Linked DNA regions of Sus scrofa: region 1 is linked to region 2. The links are chromatin contacts, called in public promoter capture Hi-C maps. All regions are on one chromosome and are shown on one strand. Each heading gives the region's core, a stretch centred on a gene start, on an enhancer-like site or on the middle of the called end of the contact. The rest is flanking DNA. Distances are from core to core; before and after follow the strand shown. Region 1 holds the start of ZNF629 (zinc finger protein 629). Region 2 holds the start of FBXL19 (F-box/LRR-repeat protein 19).

Evidence for each region. Promoter capture Hi-C pulls out the DNA fragments that hold promoters and counts their contacts.
Region 1: a promoter capture Hi-C map of liver shows a contact between it and region 2, with 6 times the contacts expected there. The contact joins the promoter of ZNF629 here to the promoter of FBXL19 in region 2. A contact is called at or near these places in 3 of 5 promoter capture datasets (fetal liver, fetal skeletal muscle and liver), 1 of 47 Hi-C or Micro-C datasets (epiblast stem cells) and 2 of 2 datasets of contacts at active chromatin or transcription factors (alveolar macrophages and skeletal muscle).

The regions. Positions count from the first base shown.
Region 1 is chr3:17,607,535-17,611,510 of Sscrofa11.1, forward strand. ZNF629 (zinc finger protein 629) reads left to right here and starts at 2,566. Exons shown (of 3, transcript XM_005653002.3): 1 at 2,566-2,965.
Region 2 is chr3:17,519,382-17,523,387 of Sscrofa11.1, forward strand. FBXL19 (F-box/LRR-repeat protein 19) reads right to left here and starts at 2,378. Exons shown (of 12, transcript XM_013987711.2): 1 at 1,976-2,378; 2 at 1,510-1,665.

The DNA.
Region 1 (3,976 bases), core at 1,316-3,815, 88 kb after region 2:
AACTACTGTTTCCAGACACCTATGTGAGTGCCCCACAATAGTTGAGATGTACACAGAAGTTATGCATGGAGTCTACCTCTTGTGGGTGGAGAACACTGGGTTGACCCTGTCATTTTGCAGATGAAGGAACTGAGGCCCTGAAAGGTTAGTGGCTAGAGTTATTTCACACTATACCTTAATACAGATTTTGTTTTATTTTTGTATGTATTTATATGTGTGTATATATATACATTCACTTAAGTATGTTAATTTTATGCACTCCTAAATGTCATGTGGTCTTCAGTAACTTTGTTTTTACACAAGGAAAATAAGTTCCAAATGAGATGGGGGGGGAGGCACAGATGGTTCAGGCAGGAAATGCTATAAAATTTGGTTGTGATGACTGTTGTACACCTATGAAAATGTAATAGCATTGAGCTGCTCTTTAGGAATGAGGTCCTCAAATGTGAGATGAGAGCTGGCTCGGGGGACCTGGGAGGTCCTTTCCATCTTCGGAAGTCTGAGCTTTCAGACACAGGAACTCCTAGGTTGACTGGTTCCCTGAGGATTCCATCAAGTTCTTCCTTTATAGTCTCTTCCTCAAAAAATAACCCACACCCTGTGGTCAGGGGGGTCAGTTCCAAATCCTCAGCTGTCCTTGTGACAAGGAGTGAGGAGAGTGCCTTCTTCTGGCTTCACCTCCTCTGTCCTTGCATCCTGCCCTCAGTGCACTCCCCTCCATAGAACAGGGGAGTAGAAGGTCTCCCAGGTACTCAGGACAAGGTTTCCTGGCTCTCTTGCCCATTGGGTCTTTGCCACAACTTTGGATTTTCCACGATTTGTATTTTTATTAGGAAATGTACTGTTTTTTGTTTTTTTTTTTTTGGTCTTTTCTACAGCCATATGGGTAGCATATGGAGGTTCCCACGCCAAAGGTTGAATTGGAGCCATGGCTGCCAGGCCACAGCAGCACCAGATCTGAGCTGTGTCTGTGACCCACACCACAGCTCATGGCAATGCTGGATCCTCAACCCACTTAGCAAGGCCAGAGATTGAACCTGTGTTCTCATGGACACTTGTCGGGTTTGTTAGCCACTGAGCCACGACTGGGACTCCTTGTACTGATTTTTAAATGTGGCAAATTAACTCAGTTTAAAGAAGCCCCCCAAGCCTTGTAGGCCAAATTCACCTTTCACTGTTCCTTGACCCAGGTCCAGATCAGCTTTCTGTAGCCCTGGGAGAGCAAGAGAGGGTTTCAGGATGTGCCCATAAGCCTCTCTGATCCCCAGTTGGCCTCGTCCTCACCTGTGTCTTGGGTGGGGTGGGGTCTGTGGGCAAATGTGATTGTGTAGTTGGAGCCCAGCAGTGGTGCCTTTGCCCAACTTTGTCCCATCTCCTGGGGCCTCAGGGCTTAATCTAGAAACACCTGAGGCAGGACAGCTTTGTTCCACACACTGAGCACCTGCTCCCTTCCAGTCCCTGTTCTAGGCACGGCCAAGCCCCTGCCCTGGTGGAGCTGACCTGCATGCCTGTGTGTGCAGGAGAGTCAAATTGTGTCCAGGTAATGCAGGTGGCTGCTTCTAGAACAAGGGGGGGAGGAGAACAAGGGGAAGCCAGAGGCCCTAAGGTGAGAGGGAGTTGTCAACAGTGATGGGAGCCAGGGATTAGATGGTGATAGGCCTCAAGAAGGAGACAGTGCTGATAAGGGAGCAGAGGCCAAGCCCACAGCTCCAAAGCCCAGATGCAGGCCCAGAGGAGCTGTGTCCCCTTTACCTTTCCCTCAGGGTTTGTTCCTTCTCTTGCTCCCTCATATCTCTGGACATTTAGCCCTTTTGACGCTTTCCTATAATTCCTTTGTGTTTCTCTCACACACACACCAAACCTCTTGAGTTCTTGAGGGCAGAAAGTCTGATGTTTCACTTTGAGGTGTCCCCACATTGCCGTATAATAAAAGGCTTTCCATACACCAATGTGTTACATTTAAGTAAGGATGGCAGGGCCTGAAGCCACTGCCTCACTTCTCACACCTTTTTTTCCCTCTTCTGTGAAATGGGGACAATCACGGCTTGTGTAGAGGAAGGAAAGACATAACGGCTGTAAAAATCCGAAGCCCAGATAACCTGGACCTTGGGAGGTTCCTACATTTCCCCCAGGTTTTCAAGAGGTTTCTTCTGCTCTGAGCAGGGTGCCTTCAGAGCTACGGGGAGAAGGTCTGGCTCTCCTCCCTCCTGCCACCCCTAGGGCCTTGGTTTCCCCCTCTCAGGGGACCTGTTTGAGGATGAGGGGCCGCCAACACCCTCCGTGAGGCTGGGGCCAGAGGCACAGGCTGCCACAAATGTCTCATTGGTTGTGCTGGTCCCTTCAGCCCAAATTCTTGTTGCTGTCACTTCTCACTTCATCGAAGCCATTTTTCAGTCTGTAGGATGCTCCTGCTCTGGGTGTGTCGTGCCAGCCCCTGCTCCCACCCCACAACCCCGGGGGCTTCCAAGCCCCAACCCTGGGTCTGAGTCCCAACAAAGGCAGGCCCCGGGGGAACAGCAGCCACCAAATCAGAGATAGGGCTTTCCGGGAGCGGCAGGCGGAGCCCCTGTGAGATGGTAGTAGGTGGCCAGAAATCTGGAGCCCCTCACTGGCGTCTGGGTTTCCCCCAGAACCAGCTCCCACTGGAGACGGAGAGAGGGGCGTCGTCTCGGCTACCTCCCCGCTTCCCCGTACTCTTTTTTTTCCCAAGCTGTGGGAGCCAAAGGGTTAAATCCCATAGAGCTGATGCTCTGACTCCAGGCTAGAGGGGCCCGGGAAGCTGGGGTCACTTCCTGCTCCGTCCCAGTCACCCTGAACTGGTCCCCGGGTCCTCAGCCTGGGATCACCCCTTGAGAAGGACCCCAGAGTCCTCGGCATCTAGCCCGCCCCCCAAGGCAGGGCATTCAAGGGGTTAAGTCCCCTGGGGCTGGATTTTGCCTTGCGGCCTCTCCCAGACCCCAGAGCCGTGAGTTGGGGACGCCAGGGTTCCCGGGGGGTGGCCCGCAGGGCCCGGGACGGCCGCCGGGGAACAATGGGGCGCGGGAGGCGGGGCGGGCCCGGGCCTGAGCCCCCTCCCCCGCCCCCGGGCCGCCCGAGGCAGGGGTGGGGGCCGGGCAGGGGCCGCGAGGGCCGAGGATTCTGGGAAGAGCGCGAGGGTCTGGCTGTGGGGGAGGGGAGGGCGTGAGGATTCTGGGAAGAGGGAATTCGGCCGCCCGGGCCGGGGGCTGGGGCGCCGCGGGCGAGCCGGGAATCCTGGGTGCCCTGGGCGGGGGAGGGGAGGGGAGGATGCCGGGCGGGGGCTGGGGCTTGGGCGCCGGAAGGAGGGTCGCGGGCACCGGCTGGAGCAGAAGTCCAGGGTCCCGGCCGGTGCGGGCGCGGGGGGGCCGAGGCCAGGGCGGCTGCATTCCCGCAGCTGCCTCCATGTCAGGGTCACCCTGGGCCGCTCTCCACACCTCTCTGGAAAGCAGCCTTCCTCCTCTCCTTTTTTCTCGCTCGCCCTCCCTCCGCCGTGGGACTGGCCTGAGGTCCGAGGAGAGGCCGGTGCAGGCCCCAGCACTTCTTGCCTCGCTCCTTCTCCCCACTTTCATACTCCATGTCGGCCCTGTCATTAACCCGTTCCCTTCTACACTGGACCGCTGAGTTTGAATTTTCCAGACGATCAAGGTACACAAGCTCTTACCTGTCCTCAGCAAACATAGCGGGGGCAGCCGCCCAGCTTGGCAGAGGTCCCTGCTTCCATGTCCCCAAAGACGTTTAGGGCTGGGAGTGGGGGTTCTCACAACGTAAGGAGCTGCAGAGATGAAGCAATTCATTTACTTCCTAAAATCTTAACTCCCATCTCCTCCTGTTATGTGGCAGGGTTCTGCTGGCTCCTGCCTCACTCTGGTTACCACCCAGCTGCCTCCTCCTGAGTCCTTGCACCACTGCCCCCAGACACACAGTGCCTACCCCACATGGCCATGTGGAGCCCAGGGAC
Region 2 (4,006 bases), core at 1,128-3,627:
CCTCCTTCCCTCCTCCTCCTCCTCTCTACTCCCTCCTTCTCCCAGAGGAACCCCGCCCCCTGCCCCCTCCTTTCCCCACCACCTCCTCTTTCCAGGACGGATACGCGCAGGGCACGACGGAAGTCGTAGTCCTGCGGACGCTGGTGCTATGATGAGGACAATAGGACGCTGGGGCCAGCGGGTACTACAAACGAGATGGCGGAGGACGTGCCAAGCCGGGAGCCGAGGGTGCCGGGAGTTATAGTCCGGTTGCCCCGAGGCTCCCCGTTGCAGAGCATAGAGAAGGAGCGGGAACGATGACTACAAACAAGATGGCCTTCTCCCCCGACCCGACCTCCTTCCCAGGCACTCACACGCCCTCTTGTCCACAACCCTCCGCGTGTGTGGTACCTGACGGGAGTCGCAGTCCATCTGCTGCCTTCCCGCTGCCATTTCTACTCGTCAGGAACAATGGAAAGGTGAAAAGGAATGAGGACTACAAGCAAGATGGCGGAAGAGGGGCGGACACCTGACTAGTGGTCGATCTTAGGTGCGATGGGAATAGTAGTTTTCAAGCCCTCTAATGTTCCTTAAGAGTGGAGGAACCAGGAGAATAAGGAGACTACCGTAAAGATGGCAGGCTACCTAGTCTCTCCCGTCGCCTCATTCTACCACCTTGGACACCGCGCCCGCTTGCAATATCGAACACCCCCCCCCTCCCAGTGACGTAGAGCCTGATGGGAGTTGCAGTTTTCCCGGCTCCCCTCTGTTATCTTCGGTGGAGACAATGGAAGGGGAAAGGGGCAGGGACTATCAGCAAAGATGGAGGCCGAAGCAAAGTGTAGATGGCGACCTGGGGCTTGTAGTCCACGCCCCAAGGCTACTCCCTGAGAAAACGGGGGAAAGGACTACAATCAAGATGGAAGCCCATCGCTCTCTGTGCCCATGCCTGCTGGGGGACGTAGTCCCTTAGCTTTACAGAGACAGAACGTGGGCTGCTGAAATTTGCATCACCGCGGACACGCCAAATTGAGAGCCGACGGAAACGGAGAGTCTCTTTTCCTCCTCTTCCTACTCTCCCCACCACCCCCTTTCGAATGGCCTGTCGGGAAATGTAGTCTGGTGCCTTCACTCGCTATTAGGGAGGGTAATTTATGTCACCAGTGGGGATCAATGCGAGTGAGGGAGAAAGACGTCCTGGCGATCCAGGAATATATAATATCCGCCTCCCCGTATGGTGAGGACTTCATCTTTCAGGGGAAGCTCTTAAAGGAAAGCAACAGTAATAAGTATTGTCGCGACCAGAGAGGCGTGGTTCTTTTCCAAAGTACCGTCACGCTGTTGTCCCCTGGAAAGCTTCCGCGCCTCACACCCGATGCTTGTTCCCTCAAACCTCAGAGAATCGGCATCTTCCAAGTCGTGAGAGCTCCAGGGAAAGGGCTCTGGAGTCGTACAAAATCCCCGCCCCTCCTTGGGAAGTCACCAAACCTCTATTTTTCTCATCTGAAAAGTGGGGATAATGATACCTACCTCAAAGTGGAGTTAGAAGTGTTAAGACAATGTTCACGAAAAGGCCGGGCTCAGGGCCTGGTACGGGGCATGTGTTGGCAATTCCCTTTTCGAGGTCCCTTCCAGCCCAGCTGTTCTGGGATCCCAGGAATTCATCATACCCGAAGGAGTTAGCGCCTGTGAGAAGACAACTGTGGCAGGCTGTCTACCCCATCTTGAGCCGCACCCCCTCCTCCCAGGCCCCTCCTCATCTGGGTCCTCCTGTGTCCACTACCGAGTACTGCTCCCAGGGGGCGCCCATTCTCCATTTGACTGAGGTCCTGCGAACTGTCCAGATTCCCCAACCTGAAGTTGTGGGCGCTCAAATTGCCCAGGCCCATCTCCAGCCAGTCTTGGAGCCCCTGCCCACCTTTCGCCCCTACCCGCGCCCAGAACACCTCAGCCACCCAAGCAGGTGGGACCGCTTCCTACCTCTGTGCTTTCTTACCTGCCTTCTTAATCTTCCTCCTCTGCCTGGAAAATTACTCACTTTGACCCCAAGGCAGACAGACTGCGGTGCTCTGCCCTCTCTTCTGTGTCGGAAAGTAGAGGGTTAGAGGGCCTGGCGGAAGACTTGGTGGGTGTGGTTTTACTGTCAAGGAAGTTAACGCTGACCAGTGTGACTTGAAGTCCTAAATTTGCTGGGACCTGCCTCAGGCTGAACTGAGGCTCCCTCTAGCTCACACTTTATCAGTTAGGAAATCTTGGCTCCCAGGAGATTGTCTCCTTTACATCCTCACTGCTTTCTTTTTGGCTTGCATGATTGCCTCAGGGATCTCTCTGGGGCTGTTCCCTCTGCCTGTTAGGCCCTTCCCCTCCACCTGGCCCGCTGCTGCACCCCATTAGCTATTCATCCTTCTGGTCTCTGTTTAAATACAACAGTCTCAGTAAAACCTTCTTGAGCATAATTCCCATCTGAGATTCATTTGACTCTTCGCCTAGATTATAAACTTTATGAAGAGTCCATCTCAGAGTTCCCATGGTGGCTCAGAGATAACACACTGTACTAGTATCCACGAGGACGCAGGTTCAATCCTTAGCCTCACTCGGTGGGTTAAGGATCCTATGTTGCCATGAGCTGTGGTATAGGTCGCAGCCGCGGCTAGGGTCCCAAGTTGCTGTGGCTGTAGTGTAGGTCAGCAGCTGTAGCTCCGATTTGACCCCTAGCCTGGGAACTTCCATATGCCACGGGTGTGGCTGTAAAAAGAAAAAAAAAAAAAATCCATCTCATACATTACATGCTTTTAGCACATCATTTGATCCTCATAAGACCCCTATGAGCGAGAATCCCATGTCATAGATGAGGAAACTGGGAATGGATGAGTTGTACATAGAGAGAGCTAAGATTCAAAATCCAAGATTTCATAGCCCATCCTCAGAACAACTGCAGCATCCACAAACTGATCAAATCCAGCCCATGCTTGTGTTAAGTTTGGCATAGCAACAACACATTTCAGCTTTCACTTGGAATCTTGAAATCTAGCAACAGTGAGTCTGCCTTCCTTGAGCAAGAAATAGCTGAAGCTGAACAGTGGCTGCCTCTTATGGATAAGACATGTACTCACCAGATCAACACAACTCCCATCCAGCTTGCTTCAGTCCGAACATAAGCACTATTGGCCCCACTTATTAGCTAAGACGTGAAAAGAAGCCTGTTGAGGAGCTCCCATAGTGGCGCAGTGGAAACGAATCCCACTAGGAACCATGAGGCTGTGGATTCAATCCCTGGCCTTGCTCAGTGGGTTAAGGATCTGGCATTGCTGTGAGCTGTGGTGTAGGTCGCTGGCGTGGCTTGGATCTGCTGTGGCTGTGGCTGTAGCTGTGACGTAGGCCAGCAGCTGTAGTTCTGATTAGACCCCTAGCCTGGGAACCTCCATGTGCCAAGGGTTCGGCCCTAAAAAGCAAAAAAAAAAAAAAAAAGAAGAAGAAGAAGACTCTTGAAAGTCAAGACCATTTCTTACACTGTTTAGAGCTCCTCAGTGCCAGGTGCTGTGCCTGTGCCCACAACCGGGTGGGTGGGGAGATGGCAGAGTGAAACTGCATACAGAGATGGGGGAAAATGTTTACTTTTCACTTATAACCTGCTCTCCAGGTTCACATTTTTGCCATAAGCAGATATTTATGTATACTTAAAACAGGGGTTGAAAATACTATAATCCAGCTATGTTGACATTAAAATGTAAAGACTGAGTTCTTGTCGTGGCACAGCAGAAAAGAATCCAACTGGGAACCATGAGGTTGTGGGTTAATCCCTGGCCTTGCTCAGTGGGTTAAGGATCCAGCGTTGCCATGAGCTGTGGTGTAGGCCGGTGGCTGTGGCTCAAATTTGATCCCTAGCCTGGGAACCTCCGTGTGCTGTGGGTGCGGCCCTAAAAAGCAAAATAAATAAATAAATCAAAATTTAAAAATTAAAATAAAAAAAAAGACAACAGTCAGACTTTCTCAGATATGAATGAACTCAGGGTATAGAGCCTCTTTT